Linked DNA regions of Gasterosteus aculeatus: region 1 is linked to region 2. The links are chromatin contacts, called in public Hi-C maps. All regions are on one chromosome and are shown on one strand. Each heading gives the region's core, a stretch centred on a gene start, on an enhancer-like site or on the middle of the called end of the contact. The rest is flanking DNA. Distances are from core to core; before and after follow the strand shown.

What was found. A called contact is a pair of places that touch in the nucleus more often than the background predicts.
Region 1: a Hi-C map of skeletal muscle shows a contact between it and region 2, with 3 times the contacts expected there. The contact joins the enhancer-like site here to the promoter of LOC120828873 in region 2. A contact is called at or near these places in 4 of 6 Hi-C or Micro-C datasets (skeletal muscle, tail fin and whole body).

What each region holds. Positions count from the first base shown.
Region 1 is chr2:3,968,527-3,972,717 of fGasAcu3.hap1.1, reverse strand. LOC120828875 (transcription cofactor vestigial-like protein 4) reads left to right here. Exons shown (of 6, transcript XM_040192536.2): 6 at 1-806. Among protein-coding and RNA genes, the nearest start is that of LOC120828875, 6.8 kb to the left of the region's middle. Within about 2 kb of position 1,892, at least 2 of the 9 cell types and tissues checked have open chromatin away from gene starts, as enhancers often do.
Region 2 is chr2:3,920,747-3,924,910 of fGasAcu3.hap1.1, reverse strand. It overlaps LOC120828873 (dual specificity protein phosphatase 7), which reads right to left and starts at 1,592. Exons shown (of 3, transcript XM_040192533.2): 1 at 657-1,592. The coding sequence starts at 1,026. It overlaps LOC120828861 (5-aminolevulinate synthase, non-specific, mitochondrial-like), which reads right to left. Exons shown (of 22, transcript XM_078086467.1): 21 at 3,918-4,080; 22 at 3,542-3,809. The coding sequence ends at 3,649.

The DNA.
Region 1 (4,191 bases), core at 643-3,142, 48 kb before region 2:
GCGAGCTGCCTAAATGGTCCTTCTGGTTACGGAGAAAAGGGTTAGCGGGCTACAAAGTTTGTGCAGTTGAGTCCTGCTCAAATTCATTTCTCGCCCTTCTGACAGGTCACGCTACAATAAGTAGAGGCTACGTGTCATCACTGATTGAGATGTGGTATTGAATATTGAGATTTTTTTTTTCTGTCGACTAACGGTCCACGAGAGCCTACATTTGTATTAATATCCTACAGTCTTTAAATTGTTACATGCACCGTTGTGTCTTTAGATTTGACTCCTTTACTGACTATCATTGCGCCGCGCGGAATGAAGATAGATCCTTTGTTTCTATTCAGAATAGTTTGCTCGTATGCAGCATGGATGCTCATTATCGTCAAACCATTTTATTTTTGTTAATCTTTCTAAAACTTTGGTATTTTCCCACAGTTGTCAGATGATGTATAAGTGCAGGAACACATGTGTCTTTTGATCAAAGACGTTCTCGGTGCAGCGTCAAAGACTTCTGTACTAACGGTTTAAAGAGTCTCTTTAGTTTTGTTTAGTGTGAACTTTAGTGGATTTTAGGGATTATCGTGGAATCTGCTCGTTTGACACAAGCAGATTCGTCAGTGATGTGTTTGAGGTATTAGTCTATCGTTATTTAATTGCTATATTTAGGCTACTTGTATCTCAAGGACTGTTTTTCAGAAAGGTCCTGCTTCAGGTGTCATTCACGTAGAGAAAAAGTGTTCACTTTTGTCCTTATTTCTCTGGAAGACAATGCCACTGTTTTGTACTCAATTTCTTCCAAATAAATGAAACGCCTTTCATTGTGTGTGTCTTTTTTTTGTCATAATGGCAAATAAAAAACGCTACTCTGTAATATTATTTGCATGCATCCAGCTTGCGGTAATCAATTATTCACTTTTTGAAAGATCTTATTAATCCTGGTTCAAGCAAACCTTTAAATGAATGTGAATGAAAAAGCTAATCTATGGGCACGATGGCAGGGAATTAGATGCCAGTGAAATTAATTTTAGCAGACCCACAATAAGATTGTTGTTTTTCTTTCCACTTATCGCTACCGTGGCACTGCTATGTTGGTAAAGACATCTGCTATGATTTCAGTGTTGCAGATACTTGAGTCCACAATGAAGTGATTCCACTAATTGGAGGACTCCAATCAGCAGTAATAACTCTGTTTATCAGCATGTTAACAAGCGGTATCTGTGATTACAGTAGGGTTGTTTTTTCAATTAGGAAGCTGGAAAAATGGCATATTGTAAAAACCGGTGCCTTTTTTAGGGACCCGATCTTTGCAAGCAATCATTCATCTTCTGCATTAATGTTGCAATGGAGCTGGGGCAACATGACTGATGATGCGTGGGACCAGGCTGTAGGTTCGTTCGTTCCCTTTCCAGACCAGCAGAGGGCAGTGTCGCACCACTTTTACAGGCTCCAACCCTAAATTCTCCTTGTCCCTGGAGATGAAACAAAAGACATGAGCGTCATCCCTCTGGGAAGATTGACGCGGATGCAACATTCCCTCCATGTGTGTCGGTGATGTGGAAATGTACTTTGCACGTATGAAGACATTGGCGTCATGCTGAGAGCACAATGCACTGCAGATGTTCCCTCCACGAGACTCCAGCCCTATCGTTATATTTATTTATTTAAATGTCTTTGAAGATGTATTAAGTTGCATACATCCGTGAGGCTAAATGTGAACGAGTATACCTCCACTTTGATCATTTGAATTTATTGAGCATCAAAACGCAAAAATCGTAACCTAAAACAGAAATATCTTTCTTTTTTCCTCTCTTTTCCTTCTGTTTGGTCGTTGCCGCTCTCACCCCTCAGGCTCCAATCTGCTCCAAAACCCCTCCAATAAGGCCACTGCCTCCGCGAGATTAGACCCAGCCATTCACCAACCACAATGCCGCGCGCCTTTCCAGCGGAGCCCGCTCCTGCGGGATTATAGAGAGGAGACCCGCATGTTTTTATTTTATTTGTGCCACAAACACGATCGCTCGGAACGATCGGGTATCAGACCAACCCGAAACTAGTCTCTGAATCGAGATGACACATCAGGGTCACGGCAAATTCGGCTTGCCCCCCCCCCACTACAAGTGTGTGAAGGCCACAAGGAGCACGACATCATGCGCCGGCGACGGAGGACCGGTCCCCTCGGAGTCGCACCCCGCCAGGGTGCCCTCCGCACCCCGCTGCGCGCACACACGGTCAAGGCGCACGCCGAGCCGAGCACCGTAATGCTCCCGGTGTGCGTAACAGGGGCGAACCGACGGAAAGGGGAGAGGGAGGGGGCGGTTGTGATTTTACTATGGGGGCCAAACGGCCCCGTGTGGCGTCACACAAGTTGCCTCCCGCGTTGCCCCCGCATGCTGCCCGCGTACAGAGGGGCCGACAGAGATCTCGTTCTTTCTTTTGCATAATTCCACATTTGCCGCACAACCCCTCTGCAGCCTACCCGAGTGCACAACGTCTGGGGAATTTGCCTGATTGCCTGTAGATTATTTGGACATTATCTAAACCCCCTCCCCCCATCTTATATGTGTGGCTCTCTGCTGCGAGGATGCACACACGCATACGCATCCTTGGGCAAAACAATCTAAAATAGATCATACTGGAGTAGATGCACAGGAAGCAGCTCACGGGCAGACTTGAGTCATGCTGGCAAGATCATGCACCCTGAGCTGACAGCCCAACACACCCGATTACCAAGCACGTCATTTCTGAAGAAAATGCATCCGTACCCTCACTATAGGTCGTAAACAGAAAAAGGGTGCATGGGGGGTGTTGGGTTCCGACTCTGATTGACCCATAAAATGACTGTGGGATGCGGAGTGGATCGGGTGGGCCGAGGTTTTTGTTGCGCACCTTAAGAAGGACCCGACTTTGCGTCTTTTGGCTCCAGCGACCGTGGCTCATGCATCGTGTCATGTGGACTGCTGGCAATGGCATAACCTTTGCGGAGGGAAGGGAAGACAACACGGTCACTCTGCATATCAGTCTCGCAATGAACAGAAACAGACCCTGTCAGGCCATCTCAGCGTCACCCCCCCCCCCCCTCTCATTTCCTTCAGCCGCACACCACCGCCGACGCACTCCACCAATCGCTCTGCGCCTTTTCCCCACGTCCTCCCCTCCCGTCAGTTGGGACGTATCTTCATTAGGCCGTATCGCGTCGCGTGCGCGGTTTTGGCAGGGTCGCTTTAGAACATTTCTCCTTTGAGTTGCACGCTCCCCCCCAACCGCGGCCTGCTCGGGGCGCGCGTTTGGCCCCCCCCGTATGGCGCTCAACGCAGCCAGCCCATACAGTTGGCTTACACGTCGCCCTTGTATATTATTGATTCATTTGTAAATGATTGATTGGAAAAGGAGGCGGCGGGGGGGGGGGGGGGGGGGTCTGCTGCGCAATAGCATGACTGCGCTGCCATCTTGTTCCCTTCCAGTGAAATGAGTGGCTTCCAATTAGGGCGCACAAATGACGCTGATTCCTCGTTAGCCACGCGGAGAACATTTCCCCTGCAAGATCGGGACCCCGTGTCCTCTCTGAGACGGCGGGGGTTTGGGCGCTGAGCAGCAGACGCACGTCTGGACCGTCACTGAGGGGCAGTCTCGTGTCTCATTAACAGGCTCGTTACGTGGCAGCTGCGTGGCTGAGCGGCCTTTATAAAGGGAGCGACCCAACGCGGCGACGAGTCCGTCTACTGCTGCCTTTCATGGCCCGATCTCCTTCCTCAGCCCCCCCCCCCCTCTTCCTCTGCCACATCACCCCACCACCACCACTCCACTCCCCCCGTGTGTTTGGCAGTCACACAGTCGGCCATGTGTGTGCTGAGGACGTTACATAATGCCCTCCTTTCACTGCACTCCGGATCAAAGAGAACAATCCAGCACAGGGAAAAAACAGAAATTTGCTCCTTGCTGATATTTTTTTTTCTTCTTCTTGTTCTCTTCCACCATCGCATTGTTGTGTTCAGACTTTGCACAGTGCGCTGGATTGTTATCTGCTTCAGCATTGCCATTCATGTTGAAAACCAAACAGAGCACATGGGGGGGGGGATCTTCAGAGGACCACTTAAAACAAAACAGGTAAAACCAGATGGGCGAGACGCGCAAAAGAATCGTTACCCCTCGCCTGTTTATTTGGGATGCGCTTTCATTTGAAGTGAGGAAGTCCTGTTTATCTAC
Region 2 (4,164 bases), core at 343-2,842:
GTTTACACAGGACAACAAAAAAGGCGGTTGGGGAAGCGGAGCTGTCAAGCCCACACACACACACACACACACACACAAACCCCTTCTCTCCCCCTCTCTCACCCGCCCTCCCCTAAAAAGAAACCATTCATGAAATGCGTGCCCGCTCCTGCTGGAGCAAAACATGGCGCGGCCATTTTGGAATTTTAATTGAGAATCTCCGGGACACAAACTTCGGAAGAGCCTTCGATCCGCGGGCGACCGCTGGGCGCTGAAGTGACGTCCGTCGCGTCCATAATCAGAAATCAATAATCGAGATTTTAAAAAAATTAAAAAAAAAAAGGAAAAAGGAAATAAATCGCGGCCGCCGTTGGGATTCAAATGTCGGTGCTTGTTCTAACGTTCGCAACGTCTTCCCGTTAAAAAAAAAAGAAAGAGAGAAAGAACGGGCTTGACTCGCGAGCCGTCGAATACCGCGCATGGAGATGCTAAGCTAAGCTAGCTCGCCGTTCGCGAGTGAGCACGGGCGAACAGTTCGCGCGACGTCACTTAACTTCTGACGTTCTAAACTCCACAGCAGCCGACTTGACGTCGCACGCCTTTTTTTTTTTTTTCCTTCACGCCTAAAAACGGGGGGTTGATTTAAAAAAAAAAAGAAGAAGCAAACACTACGTCACCTTCCAGGTAAAACGCCTTACAGCCGTCCTCCCACAGCTTCTGAAGCAGCAGACCCAGAACCGACGCCGGGGCGCCGCCGTCCTGGCAGCCCGCGGTGCTCTCGTCGTACAGCAGCACCGTGTCCGTCTTGCAGCGCCTCACGAACTTCTCCTTGTCCTCGTGGTTGGGGATGATGGTCCGGATCGGGATGTTGCCCTTCTTGAACCTGCGGAGCATCAGCCCCGGTATGGCCAGGTTGATGGCGGTCTCTACGTGGGACGACTCGTAGAGTTCGTGCGAGCGGCAGTCCAGCAGCAGCAGAGACGCGGCTCCGGACTCCAACTCCCGCTGCAGCCATTCCACGCTTTTACTCGGCGTCACGTCAGACATGTCGGACTCAATATCATGCTAACACGCACGCGTTAAAAGCACACAAAAAACACACACACACACGCGCTTACTACATGTCCGGACTACATTTCGTATATCACGTTAAGTAATAAAAGACGCGTCAGATGTCGCCTCGCCGGCGCTTCTGCCGGAGCGAAGAGATTCCCCCCTTTTTCTTTTTTTTTCTTGCTCCCTCTGCTCTGTTTCCATCGGTCGGAGAGCCCGCGCGGCCCCCCCGGTGGGGCTTAACGGAAGACCTCCTTCCACCGGGACCCACAGCGGGAGGAGGTGGGGGCGGGGGGGGGGGGGGGGGGTCGGACCCGAGTGTTCAAAAGCCGCGGACCTTCTTCGTCAACTTCCAGTCCGCTCCGCGTCGTGCGCGGCTCCTCGGCGCGCGCTCCCGTCTCACCATTCCGACGCGCGGGACTCCTTCTTTCTCCAAGTTGACAGCGGAGCAGCAGCTCGAGGGGGGCGGAGTTTGTTCCTTGTGATTTAAAGCCACAGCGGAACTGTCGCGCGGCGGAGTTCGGCGGCGGGCGGTTCTCAATGGAACCGCTCGCTTCAATGCGACCACGTGACCCGCGTAACTTTTTATTTTTAATTGGTCGTTCAAATGTCGCGATGGTAATCTGGCATCATTTCCCCTGGTTTCAATGTGCGTGACAGTCTGCTTATTGGATTTCAGAGCGTTGATCAAATCAGGTGTAATTATTAATTATTACACACGATATGTGTTATTATTGCGTTGTTAAACCAAGTCCCTCTGAAGTGCTCCGGTGATTTTATTCATACTTTTTTTTTTTTTACCATGGCCAGATTACATAACGGTATACCTGCATACATGTACAGTTGTAGTTCATTACACATGACCCACACAATACACTATTACGCTATACGCCTGTTCATTCATTCATCATCCGTGTAAGGGGACACCTTTTCACACGGTGTGTCTGTGGACGAGTGCCTGTCCCACAACACGTCCCCGCCTCTCTCTCTCTCTTCCACATACACACTCATTCATAAAGAGACATTGGACCTGCCCACAGATGCAATAAGGAACCGAGCCGTGAACGGATGAAGGAAATGTGTTCTCGCCAACAACACCCTCTTCTGGAATCTTTCATCTAGATTTACCGGATTCACTGCACGTGAAGGAGTTATTTCAGGCGGAAGCTTGACCTTGTTTGTCAAATGCAAGAAGCGCATTATGCTGCGTTGTGTTTCTCGAGATGGTGAGATCCAAATCGACTTCGTGGATGTTGCTCGTGAGGGGGGGGGGGGCTTTGATGCATAATGACATCCCCCTGCGCGATAGTGGCGGTCACGTGACTGCTCCACTCCCACCTGTAGAGTCTGGTTACATAAAGTGCTCCAAACGTGATTTAAGGGTGATTCACCCACAGGGAGAACACCCCGCATGGTTTTGCAGCGTCTCGTTCTGCTTCCAGGGCCTTTTTTTTACCGGCAGATGTTCAGGCGCCGGTGATGAGACGGGCGGGAGGGAGAACTTCCTCCCCATTGATGTTTCATCGATGTTCAAACACAGAAGAAAGAAGATGTCTAACACCAATACGTACATTCATATTCTATCTTCTCGGTGAATCGACATAAAATAACTACTAGAGATTTCTCCGCGGATACATCCCACCAATCCTTTTATTATTTTTTATTACATCCAACATGATTTTCCTCGCTGCGTAGACGGGAAACACAATATCCTGTCCTCTATTGATACCATCTAGTGGTTTTGCTTTGAAAGCTGCTGCACCAGCTATGACTCATTCGCAGGGGGGGGGGGGGTGGGAGGTGGGGGGGGGGGGGGGGGCGCTCACAGCCCCTCTACCCCCTTAAAAGAACCAGAACGCCCCCGTGTGGTGAAAATCAGGAATGCCAAGAAATGCATTTAATTTGTTACAGGACGCCCCCACATCTGCCTTCACTCTGATTTTCGAGGATAGCAAAATATCTAAATAACTTTTCTTTTTGTATGCTATTTAGGTTAGAGCTATACGATAATGACTTTTGAAGTAAGCGTAAATAATATATACTGCGCCACCTAAACCACATGCTTCTCCATCTCCTTCTCTCTGAGATGTAAGTCTGCAGAAGGAACCAGTGCCTCACTCCACAACATCTTAGAACTGATAGGAGAGATGATCGTTCCTCCAGGGACATTCCATGTAGTGAAGGTTCTCCTACTGTACAAGTAGGGTTGCACTGATTACGTAGCGCATAATGTGCACACTATTAGCAAATAAGTGAAACAAGACTCAGAAAGTGAATATAAATACTGCCAGTACTACTACTACTACTACTAATCCTACCAGAACACCTCCTGCTCTGAAACCAACACGAGTCTGTTAGTTCAAACTCTGTGCATTTTCTTTTTCTAAAAGGAATTCATTTACGTTCTTTAAATTAGGACAAAGCAAGGTACAAATATATGCATTCAGAAAAATTTGGCTTAGTGCATTCATAATCAATACGTGTTAAAAAGTGAACATACAAGAGTCAATTAACACTTAACCCACACGTTTATTTAGGCAGCAACATGTTTTATGAATGAATAAATAAATGTATAGGTAAAATGCCGTCAGTGGGCTCGTTGGGATTTGAGTGTTCTCAAGCCACTGCTGATATCACGTGACTGAGGCCTGTGAAGTAGGACTTCTCCCTCTCGCTCATCAGCTCCAAGTGAAGAGGCCGCCGGCACAAGTCGCACTCCGCCGAGGACCGCCGACTCAGCTGCATGCCCACCTCCTTCCAGGTCTTCACCAGCCGATCTGTGGACACGGAGCAGAGAGCAAACAGCTCAGGAAACAACCATCTTGCCATAAATTATGGATATAAAATACAGCTGAAAGCGTCAAAAAAAATCACAGAGGGCGTACCAACAAAATAGAACATCATCTGGGGGGTGTGGTGCGGCGTGGGCGCGATGCGCAGCAGCTCCTCCCCTTTAGCCACCGTGGGGTAGTTGATTGCCTGCACGTAGATGTTGTGACGAGACATCATGATGTCGCAGATCTCATTGTTCTTCTCTGGGTCGGCCACCTGCCCGAACACAACGCATCACACATCAGCTTTACGTCTCAAAGTTGGTCGACTGAATCGACTTGAATCCCCGCTAACCGGGTA